3 separate regions of the Mus musculus genome follow, and all the other regions are linked to region 2. The links are chromatin contacts, called in public Micro-C and promoter capture Hi-C maps. All regions are on one chromosome and are shown on one strand. Each heading gives the region's core, a stretch centred on a gene start, on an enhancer-like site or on the middle of the called end of the contact. The rest is flanking DNA. Distances are from core to core; before and after follow the strand shown. Region 1 holds the start of D130051D11Rik (a long non-coding RNA gene). Region 2 holds the start of Fbln1 (fibulin 1). Region 3 has its middle 27 kb from the start of 7530416G11Rik.

The links. Promoter capture Hi-C pulls out the DNA fragments that hold promoters and counts their contacts. A called contact is a pair of places that touch in the nucleus more often than the background predicts.
Region 1: a promoter capture Hi-C map of hippocampal neurons shows a contact between it and region 2, with 3 times the contacts expected there. The contact joins the promoter of D130051D11Rik here to the promoter of Fbln1 in region 2. A contact is called at or near these places in 2 of 39 promoter capture datasets (cranial neural crest and hippocampal neurons).
Region 3: a Micro-C map of embryonic stem cells shows a contact between it and region 2, with 1.8 times the contacts expected there. The contact joins the enhancer-like site here to the promoter of Fbln1 in region 2. A contact is called at or near these places in 1 of 484 Hi-C or Micro-C datasets (embryonic stem cells), 2 of 115 datasets of contacts at active chromatin or transcription factors (neural tube and pancreatic cancer cells) and 1 of 9 other capture datasets (liver).

Annotation. Positions count from the first base shown.
Region 1 is chr15:85,633,088-85,636,405 of GRCm38.p6, reverse strand. It overlaps D130051D11Rik (a long non-coding RNA gene), which reads right to left and starts at 1,810. Exons shown (of 2, transcript XR_003951642.1): 1 at 371-1,810.
Region 2 is chr15:85,203,703-85,207,369 of GRCm38.p6, reverse strand. It overlaps Fbln1 (fibulin 1), which reads right to left and starts at 1,362. Exons shown (of 17, transcript NM_010180.2): 1 at 1,158-1,362. The coding sequence starts at 1,236.
Region 3 is chr15:85,528,897-85,532,299 of GRCm38.p6, reverse strand. No RefSeq gene overlaps it. Among named protein-coding and RNA genes, the nearest start is that of 7530416G11Rik, 27 kb to the right of the region's middle. Within about 2 kb of position 1,384, at least 21 of the 459 cell types and tissues checked have an H3K27ac peak or open chromatin away from gene starts, as enhancers often do. A contact at or near this core is called in embryonic stem cells and pancreatic cancer cells, where this site is marked.

The DNA.
Region 1 (3,318 bases), core at 561-3,060, 430 kb before region 2:
GAGTTGAGATTCCTCGACTCACTTGAAATTATTGGGCTGAAGTGTGCCTCTGTCCACAATTGGTGGGAAAAAAACAAAACAAAACAAAACAAAAACCAGAGAGGCCATTCTCTTGGAAACCATGTGTTTTCTTTTTATAGAGGTGCCCATCCAGTTCCCAAGCTTTGTCTTCTAATATGGAGAAAGAAAAAAAAAAAAAACCAAAAAACCAAAGCACTGTAAGGCTGCCTCTCTGAGGCACATTTCAGTCTAGAAAATCTGGACTATTGCAAACAAATGAGGTAGAACCTCAAGCCCAGGGCTAGGTACCCACTGCTGCCAACAGCCACCACATAAGACCTGGAAAGACACTATGGAACCAATAAGATACCTTAGGCTATCCCAAGGAGAGCAGTAGGTGCAGAAGAGAGAGGCACTCTCAGTGCACAAGGCTGGTTTCTTCAAAATTATATATGAGAACACTGGGTGGTCTCTTTCATACACATTCTGTCCCTGAGAGTGGCTTGGCAGGCTTGGTCCAACAAACCAGATGCTTGGAAATCACCTACTTTTCCATGTTCTTCAAAGGCATCATAGAGACCATCTTCTGCAACCCACTCCTGACTCCGGTACAAAGAAAGACAGCGCACAAATGATGCACAATCTACAATGTTTCATTTGGGGGTTGATCTTGTAATGGTGCAGAAGCGACAGGCATCAGCAGAAACACTACTTGGGATTTTGAGTTTGATCTCTTCCATGCTGGTGATAATGCGATATAAGCACCCTTTCTCAACGCTGGCCATCACCAGGGGAAACCACATGCTCCAGTGTGCTGAGTTGATAAGCCAGGACATTTAGTAGATTAAGCAACCCCATGATGTTTTAAGCCACAGTGGGTCCTCTGTATGAGCCATTATTAAAGGTTAAAGAACCTTTATTTGATGGTCTCGGTGAACAAGTTGGGGTGGGGACATCAGGCACCTCCAGGATGCTTAAAGTCTTCTGGCTAGGAATAAAGAATGATGAACGGGGCAGTGCTGGCGACGAGAGGTGACCACGGAAAGGAACTATGTGCTCCAGCTGAGCAGAACAGATTAAACCAGAGAATCAGAACCAGGGTGTGGAAGGACTTGTCTCTCTGTGGAGGGACAGTGCTGGCCACAGTGGCTAGGAGCCCTGCGACAGCACATCAGAAGCATGTGCGGGCCTTCCTGAAAAGTGGCTGTCAACAAATAGGCGCTCTCGTCTCTGGGCCTGCAGACCTCCAAAAGGGGCGTTCACACTGCGGGGCTAGCCTGGGCTCTGCATTTCTTGGATAGGGCTGAGCACCCGGCAGGGCCACGTCGCTCCTGGTACAGAGGGAGGCTACAGTCTAAAGTAGGAGGGGCCTCGGGTTCCCGGTGCCAGGACTCCGCCGCCAAGACGGTGCCGTGGCCTGCCCCCTCTAGGGACCTAGAAAGCTCCACGCTCACACCTTGAGGGGGTACAGAGGGAGCAGAAAAGGCAGAAGTGCGCCCACGGCGCCCACAGCCCTTAAAATAACACACAACTCTCACGCTCCACCCCGGAAGCAGACTCGCGGTAGACGTAGGGCGGGGCCTCTCGAGTCTGGGGGCGTGACTTCTAAGTAGCCTGCGCCGGAAATGAAGTCCAGGGTGCGGCATACTTGGAGGCCGCGGTTCGCAGCTGAGAGGCGGGGCCCTGTCTAGAGGCGGAGCCTTGCCCAGCTGGAGGTGGAGCCACTGGGCCACCATCTCCGACTTCCGGGGTCGCGGGCGGTGCGGGCGGAGTGAAGCACAGAGTGGGCGGGCCCTGGGTCGGCCAGCTCTGAATGCAAATTTACGGCCTAGCAGGCTGCGGCTCCGGGGCGAGGCCTGCGTGTGGGGCGGGGCCTAGGTATGTGGGCGGGACCTGGCGCCGGGCACGCCCAACCTTAGTGCGGGCAGGCGGGAGGCGGAGCCTCTGCGCGCGGCCTAAATGAGTTTGCGCAGACTCAGGGCGGGCTCTCAGCCTGTCACTGTGAACCTTAGGGCTGCATTTCACTTGAATCAGATTTTCGTTTTAGTCAGACTTTTCTGTTCTGAAAGCTTTCCTGCCCTTGGAGTTTGTAAATCTTGGCAAGGAGGAAGAAAACGGGTAACCCTCAAGCTCCTCGTGAGATTTTTCCTTTTTTGAGGCTGTGTACGTGATGTAAAGAGTCTTGCAAAATTGCAGTAACACTTGAGAATACCTTAAAAATACCCAGTTCTTGATCTAAGGGTGTACCTCAGTTGGTAGAGTCCTTTCCTAGCAGACAGGAGACCTTGGCTTCCATTCTAGTATCAAACAAACAAACAAACAAAAACTTTATAATTTTCCAACTCAAAAATCATACGTTACTGGAGAAAATTTAGAAAGTTGACAAGAATTTTTAAAAACCTGATCAATATGCCAGGTAGTGGCACACTCCTTTAATCCCAGCACTTGGGAGGTAGAGGCAGGTGAATCTCTGCTCTTGAGACCAGCCTGGACTACAGAGCAAGTTCCAGGACAGTCAGGGCTATATCTCAAAAACACCAACAACAACAACACAAAAAACAACAACAAAAACAAATAAACACTCTGATTATTTAAGATCACTAGTGTTAACATTTTGACGTTTCTATTTTTATAATTCTATGTATATTTGAAACAGAAATAGGGACAATACTATACAGTACTACCTTGCCCTTTGTCTTTTTGTGGCTGGTGTTGCTGTGAGGGTCTGACCATAGCCCTATTTGTGGCCCCACACAGCCCTAGATGGGAAACCCCTTTGTTATTTAACTCTCATAGGCCGTCTTGTTTCCATCTCTTTTGAGTTTTCCTTTCTTTCTTTCTTTCTCTCTTTTGTTTTTGTTATTGTTTTTTGTTTGTTTTTGTTGTTTGTTTTTTCGAGACAGGGTTTCTCTATATAGCCCTGACTGTCCTGGAACTCACTTTGTAGACCAGGCTGGCCTCGAACTCAGAAATCTGCCTGCCTCTGCCTCCGGAGTGCTGGGATTAAAGGCTTGAGCCACCAAGCTCGGCCCTCTTTTGAGTTTTCTACATTTAAAAGGTAACAATGTTTCAACAAGTGATAAATCACTTGTAGCCAAAAAATAGATACCTAGTGTCCAGATTACATAAAGAACTAAAACTCAACAATGAAATCCCTAATTTAATTATAGGCAAAGGACTTAAATGTTTTTAAAGACTAAGTAGCTAAGACCCATACAGCCAACAAGATACTCATTGTGGCCAATCAACAGAGGGGAAAAAAAAAAAACCAAATTCACAAAACACTTCACACTAAGGTTGCAAGTACAGAAAAAAAAA
Region 2 (3,667 bases), core at 113-2,612:
GATTCAAATGCCTTCTTTGGCCCACAGACCCACCTCACCATCTCTGGTCCAAGCACACAATCTGCTCCAAGAAGCCTCCCTGAACTCTGAGGGGCTGCAAAGCTCTTGGCACCAACTCAGGCCTATGAGCCTACCCACCCTGTCTCCTACACTGAGAAGTGACCCAAGATGTGCCAAGGCTGTAGCCAGTGCCCGGAACAGCCAGAACTCCTCCAGGATTCAGGACCAGCCAGCCCCTTCTCCCTCCCCTCTGCCTCTCTCTAAGACTCCTCCCAGTCGTTAGTTATCACAACCAGTGACCTTTTGACTAAAAGGGTCAGAGAGTTCAAAAGAAACTAAGCTAACCCAGGAATAAAGAATAAGAGATCAAGAAGGTGGTGTGGATCTAGGGCCCCCTGCAGAAACAAAGACTCCAGGAGGGCCAGGCTTGGCTCTGAGAACCCCTTAATCACAAGAGGTTAAAGGTCATAGATTTACAACCCCATTGCTTCTCTGATAGACAGGTAAAGTGCTTGCGTCAGGCCTTGCAGCTTTTGGACTGAGAAAAGTACAGCCTAGGTGGACCCTACTCCATTCTAAGTTTCCTGTACTGGGGACGTGATTCTGGGCCACTAATCTGCTACTACGGTGAACCAGCAGGGAAGAGGTGGCCAGCTCCCAAACCTCTGGGATGTTTCTCTATTTTCTGTTTTCTTTCTGCCCCCATCTCTGTCTTCCTGTCTCAGTTTGTTCAGGGGCAAAATGGGTGCAGTAGTTCCTCCCGCACCCACCTCCCACCCCCACCCCCGAGGGTAGGGGTTGGAGGCGGTTTAAAAGATGCACTAAAGTTACTTCCAGTACAGAGCACTTCCCACCCCCACGGCCCAGCAGGCGATCTGCCTTCACCAACAGAGGACCCGGCTTCGTGAACCCGCAGGAGGATCTGTTTGGAAGGTTAAAGATTTAAAGCAAGTCCCCCTAGTGAGGAGGGCATTGGAGCCGAGCCGGAAGTATTGGGGGGGGGGGGTCGTGGGCCTGGATTCCACGCAGCTCTGGGGACCGTGCGATGACCCCTGGGTGCAGCGCGCGCTCCGGAGCATCGGGGGCTGCAAACTTCCAGGGAGCTTGGGGCCTGGGTGGGGACCTAGTGCGGGGCCGTGGGCCCGGGGCTCCCCTACCTCGGGCTGCCAGCAGCGAGAGGCTGCTGAGCAGCAGCAGCGGCAGCGGGACGAGGCGCGACGGCACGGGGCGCTCCATGGGGCTGGCGGGCTCCGGCGGCGGACAAAGGCACGGCGGGCAGCGGCTACACGCTCGAGCCAGGCCTGGGCAGCCAACGCGAGGCTCCTGCGCGCCGCGTTCAATTATCCCGCCCGGAGGAGGCGCGGCGGGGGCGGGGCCCGCGGGGACCCTCCCTTCAGCACTGCGCAGCTGGAGCACGCCGCCACCCAGACTCTCCTGCGGGGATGCAGGCAGAGCGCAAAGCTCAGAGACGTGCCACCCACCTACAGGCAGAAAGTCACGTGAAAAGTGTCTAACCTAAATTGTCAGGATAGCGGGCAGCCGTAGGCTAGACCAGCAGAAGCCTGCTTGTGTAGACTCCCTGGCAGCCGCCAGACAGTTTAGAGGACTCTCTGATTTATTTAAAAAAAAAAAAAAGAACAATAAAATTTTTTTTTTAAAAGCTGGGAAAATGGCTCGCTCGATGGCTCAGTGGATAAGACACTTGCTGTGAAGACAAGAGGACCTGAGCTCAAATTTCCAGCATTCATGTAATATAAATAAATGCAAAAAAATTTAGACTTTCAACTGGATGTGATGGCACACGCCCAACACTCCAAAGGCAGAGGCAGGAAAATCTCCTGAGCTAGTTCTGTAGATCGAGTTCCAGGACAGCCAGGGATACACAGACAAACACTGTCCGGAAATACAAACAACAAGATTAAAGTAAAAACAAACCCACTACAGGTAAATTTGGAGGACCATAGGACCCCAGTTAGCTGATTGCGTGGGACAAGCAATTCAAACGCAGGGATTAGGCTCCGCTGGAATAATTGTGCATATCTGCAAACAGACTAGCGCTAGATAGACCGTCCATAATGTCCAGTGGGAGTCATCCAACATCCTCCACAGTGAATGAATACTCAGGGGCGTAATCACACACTAGGACCTTAAACTCGGAAGGTGCAGAGTGGGACCAACCACAGATGAACTTTGGCTGTGTAGGTCTCCTTGTAGAAAGGACAGAGCGGGTCAGAGGTTAGGAGACTGGTGTTCCTGGGCAGAGTAGAGGCAGCGGCAGCAGCTGAGGAGTAGGTCCCTTAACATAGTCAGCGTGTGGAAACTTACCAGGGTGTTCATTTACGAAATATGCCCTTCTGTTTTAATTCGAGAAGGGGGCATCATGCTCTGTTGCCCAGGCTAGCCTTGACCTCCTGGACTCCAGTGACCCCCCACTTCCTCCTAGGTAGCTCCTCCTAAGTAGCTCAGTCTACAGGCGTGCACCACTGTGTTTAGCTATCTTTAAGTGAAACCTCCTTTCAAAAGATGCGAGAAGCCAGAGGTTTGCAGAGAGACCAGGGAGGCTGGAGGAAGAGCCTGCTGACTGAGTTCAGTTCAGGAGGCCTCCCAGAAGTGAGGCACAGCTCAAGCGCAATCCAGGTTGTAGAATGCTCTCTGAGCATGTGCAAAGCACCGAGTCAGATCCCCAACCGCACATAAAGCAGGTGTCCTGGCAAAAGCTATCATTCCAGCAGTCAAGAGATGAGAGCCCGAGGCTCAGAAGCTTACGGCCATCCCCTCAGCTACATAGTGAGTACAAGAGTGAGCAGGCTGGGGCCCCGAGAGATGGCTCAGCGGTTAAGAGCACTGGCTGCTTGCACTTCCAGAGGTCCTGAGTTCAGTTCCCATTAACCACATGGTAATGGGATCTGATGTCCTCTTCTGTTGTGTCTGAAGACAGCTACAGTGTAATCATATACACGAAATAAATGAATCTTTTTAAGAAAAAAAGAATGAGTAGGTTGTGTGAGAAAGAAAGGGAGGGAGAGAGGGAGGGAGGGAGGGAGGGAGGGAAGAGGAAATAGCCTCTGTAAAGGCTCACAGGCTGTGGCACCAGAGAGGATGGGGGGGTTTGCCTGGATGTGGTTCAGGAGGCCCCAGCATGTGCAGATACCTGAGGGAAGGGTCTCTGAGCTGTGAGCAGATTGGAGACTTCTCAGTACTTCACTTTGAATTTGATTATTGATGCAGAGTTTGGAGAACTAAGAATGTGGGTTCCTGAGGGGAGTCAGGAACCCCCCCAAGGTCCAAGGTCCGTGCTCAGACCTTCCCAGACTCTGCCAGTCACTCCCACCCTCATCTCCCCCACTTTTGAGGTACTTGCCCCAAGCCTGTCCCCACAGCTTTTCCCCATCTTCTTGTCACACGCCTAGTGGCTTGGAAAAGCAGTCGTCAGTTGTCAGGGAGACAGGGACCACCCTGAAACTCCCCAGGATGGGCTAGCAGTGGAGATCAAGAATGAGGGGAATGGATAACTCTGAGTCTACAGCACCCAGGCCCAATCCAGGCTGGGCCACTTCTGGCTCTGTGACGCCCTATGAGTCACTCACCCACGAGGTGCCTTCGTGTCCTCATCTGTTAAATGGGATAGGATTTTGATCAGTTGAGAAGTCGAAGATACAAAATGCTA
Region 3 (3,403 bases), core at 135-2,634, 320 kb before region 2:
CAGGTAGGGGATTGAGTGATCTCTCACTCCACCTACAGGAGGCTCAGCAGGAGGGCAGCAGGGCTGGCTTTTCTCCAGGGGCCAGAAACAGATGGCCTTCCTAGACAGCTGATCCCTCCTGGATGGCCAGCCTGCTCACCTGAGGCCCAAGGGTGGCTTTAAGGACCCTGATTTTTCTTGATGAGCTCTGTAAAGAGTCATAGCTGAACCTTTGGAAGCCCTTGGCCTGAGCTGTCTGGGGCCCAGTTCCCATCTCCCCTCAAGCTATGCTAGCCTCACACCACTACCACAGTGCAGGCTAGGAGCCCCGCCTGCGGCCCTTCCCGGGCTCCAGCTTTTTCTGTGGGACACAGCATCCATACTGTCTCAGGTCTTACAAGGTCTCTGGTGCCAGAGCTAGAATGGACCACGGTGAGAGCTCGGAGCTGAGTCTGAGATGGGCCTTTTCCAAAACTCAGAGAGCCTCAGGCTGGGGAAAGGCCAGCAGAGTGGGGAGCCTCCCAGAGCAGCAAGGAGAACGGGGCATGGAGCTGAGAATGCTCTGCAATGGCTTCCAAAGGCTGAGGCTTAATCACAAGCTCGAAGAGAGAAGAAAGGGGGAAGGGAGAAGGGAGAAGGAAGGCCTGAGGAGCTGAGGTAAACTGAGAGTCAGTGGAGTGGGGGTGGGGTGGAATTTGGAGAGTGAGAGAGCTACTCTGAGCTGATGACTTTCTAGAAAGTTCCATAAGTGTAAAAAGGAACCTAGCTTTTTGAGCCCCATCGCTGCATTCCCAGGTAGCTTGCAATTTGGAGACCCTTTGGACAAAGGGCTAGTTTCTCACTGTCCTGTAACCCCAAGCTGCCCATAAGGTGCCACTGTTAACAGAGAATGGTATCTACAGTCCAAGAGCCACCAGTCTACCAGGGTGAGGGCCCGAGGGCTGAAGGCTGGGCTGGAGTGTTCTGACAGTGCTCCACACTGAAAGTGCTCCTTGGGTCTCAGTTTTCCCTGCCCAAGGGGGACTTTGCTTACCCTGAGTATCTCATTAACCTAGGGAGGATTATCTGAACTTGGTGGAGCACTGCCCCATCTTCCCCTTTACACCAACAAGGCCACCATCAAAGGCGTTGAACTCATTGTCAACCAAGCTGAAGGATGCATTGGGACCTGCCAGCCCACCAACGGCCTGACACAGAAGGGGTGACCCACTCCCACGTCCCCTCCCTAGTTCTTGGACAAAAGGGATTGATTCCATCTCAGGGACAAATACTGTGGAAGGAATGGCAGCCACAAGGACAGCTGAGTCACTGGGACATCATGGAGACAGGGCATACCTCTGCAGGGAGTGGTACTGTCCCATGTTAAAGTCCCATTCTATGGGGAACGATAGTGACATCAGGGGCTGTAGGTGCTTCTCATCTTGGGGACTTAGGGATGGACCAGGAGATCTAGTCAGGGACTGGCGATGACCTCAGGCCATACCAGGTCTTCTGAGCCTGAAGGAGCACACTCCTTGTCACTAGAGGAATCCAAGCATAGTTAGATCACCAGAGAAGGGGAGAGATGTTCTGAAGTCCTATGAGGGTGTGTGCTCAGGCCCAAGGTGTTAGCAGTCTCATTCCTGTGGCAGAAAGGGGCTGGATGCTTCATTTTCTAGGTTAGGGAGACAGACTCTGGGGAGATCAGTCTGACCATGACTCCTGGCCCTGACCCCACAGGTTGCTAGGCAACAGAAACTCCTTGCCTCCGCCTTATCCATGATCCCATGGAGAGTCAAGGTGCAGCTAGGACAGTGTTATGGAGACTCAGAAAGCTCAGGTAGCATGAGGGGTGGGGGAAGGCAGCCAGGGTAGGTCAGCGTTGCCAGTAGCCTAGGGGCTGATGGCTATGTAGAGCTGGGAGGGCTGGAGACAGGGTGCAAGCCTGTGGCTGAGTACATGCTTGGAGGAGATATGGGGGGAGGGGCAGATGGAACACCGGCAGAGGGACCCTGCATACCTGGGGAAGGGGACTGGCAGCTATGCAGTTAGATGACAGGAAGTTTCACCTTGGCCTTTTCTCCTAGTGTCTGGGCTTTAAGGGGAAGAGAGTGAGCTGTTGGGGCCTTTCAGCTTTTCAGGAGAGGTATAAGGGGGTGGTTAGACAGCAGGGGGGAGAGTAGAGTCAGCACTGTGGCTCAGGTGTGGTGCAGCCACAGGGGATACAGCGGGATTCCATGCATATTTTTCAGGCAGAACAATTTCCTAGAGCCCTGTAGGCAGGTCCTGGAAGAGTCCCAGAGAGGACAAGGTCAGAGGAAGCTGATGGTAAACCTGGCTTAGGCTGGCTCCTCAGCTGTCCGTCAGATGTGTGTATGTATCAAGTTCCGGGGATGGAGAAGAGCCAGGGTGAGGGCCTCCATCTTGCTCAGAGAGAGGCCTGGGACCTGGAGGCACCTGACCTTCAACCGCTGGGACCTGCAGGCAGAGGACCCGACTTGGCCTTAGAGATGGTTTGCAGTAGGGGCCTCTGGGTTGGATGGAGCACTGTCTGAGTCAGGTTTCATGTCAGCTGGCTATGTGACACTGGCCCCGGTTTGCCTCAGTTTCCCCCTTCCGCTTCTCTAGGCTGAGGTCATGGTAGAGAGATTCCACCTGGGGTTGTGTCAGAGTGAGATACATTCACTCTGAGGCTCAGGGCAGCAGTGGGGCTGCCTGGAAGATTAGACGTTGGAATGTGTGCCCATAGAACTTTACAGTTTACAGTGGTCCTTTTATCTAGCCCCACTCTAGGCCTGAGAGCCTTGTGTTCCCAGTGTGCCTCTTGGGGACAGCTCAAGCCCCTTCTCCTCAGGGGACTCTCTGGGACCACTTCTTGAGACACCCCATCCTCACAGGATCTCTGTGCAGTCTCTGGACTGAGTGCCAAGTTGAAGCCTAAAGAGCCATTGGGTCCAACCTGAGCATGTAGGGCCAGACCCTTCCAGGCAACTGACCATGGCTTCCCAACTCTGTCCTCCCCACAGCAGCCCAGCGTGACTACTGGCTTTTGCTGCATACTCCGAGACACCCCTCTTCTTCGCCAGGTCATCCCTCTGGCCTTGCTAGGACATCGATTGTTGTGAAATGGTGCCCAAGCCCTTCCCTGGGTCCCTCTGCCCCTTCCACATCTGGGTGTGCACAGCCCTGTAGAATCCAGATGGGTCACCTCAGCTTGTCACCATTTTCCAAAGCCTTTCCTCCCCCAGCTGACAGTGAAGTCAAAGCTTGGCATACTACAGAAGCCAGGCAGTGGGTTGGGAGGGCTCCCCACAGGGCTGGGACCCAAGACATTTCTATTTTTAGCCTCAAGAGAAAAAATTTAAAAAAAAAAAAGAAAAAGAAAAGAAAAACTCAACCCTAGCACATACAACACGCCTAACAAATATTTGTTTTTATTCTTAAA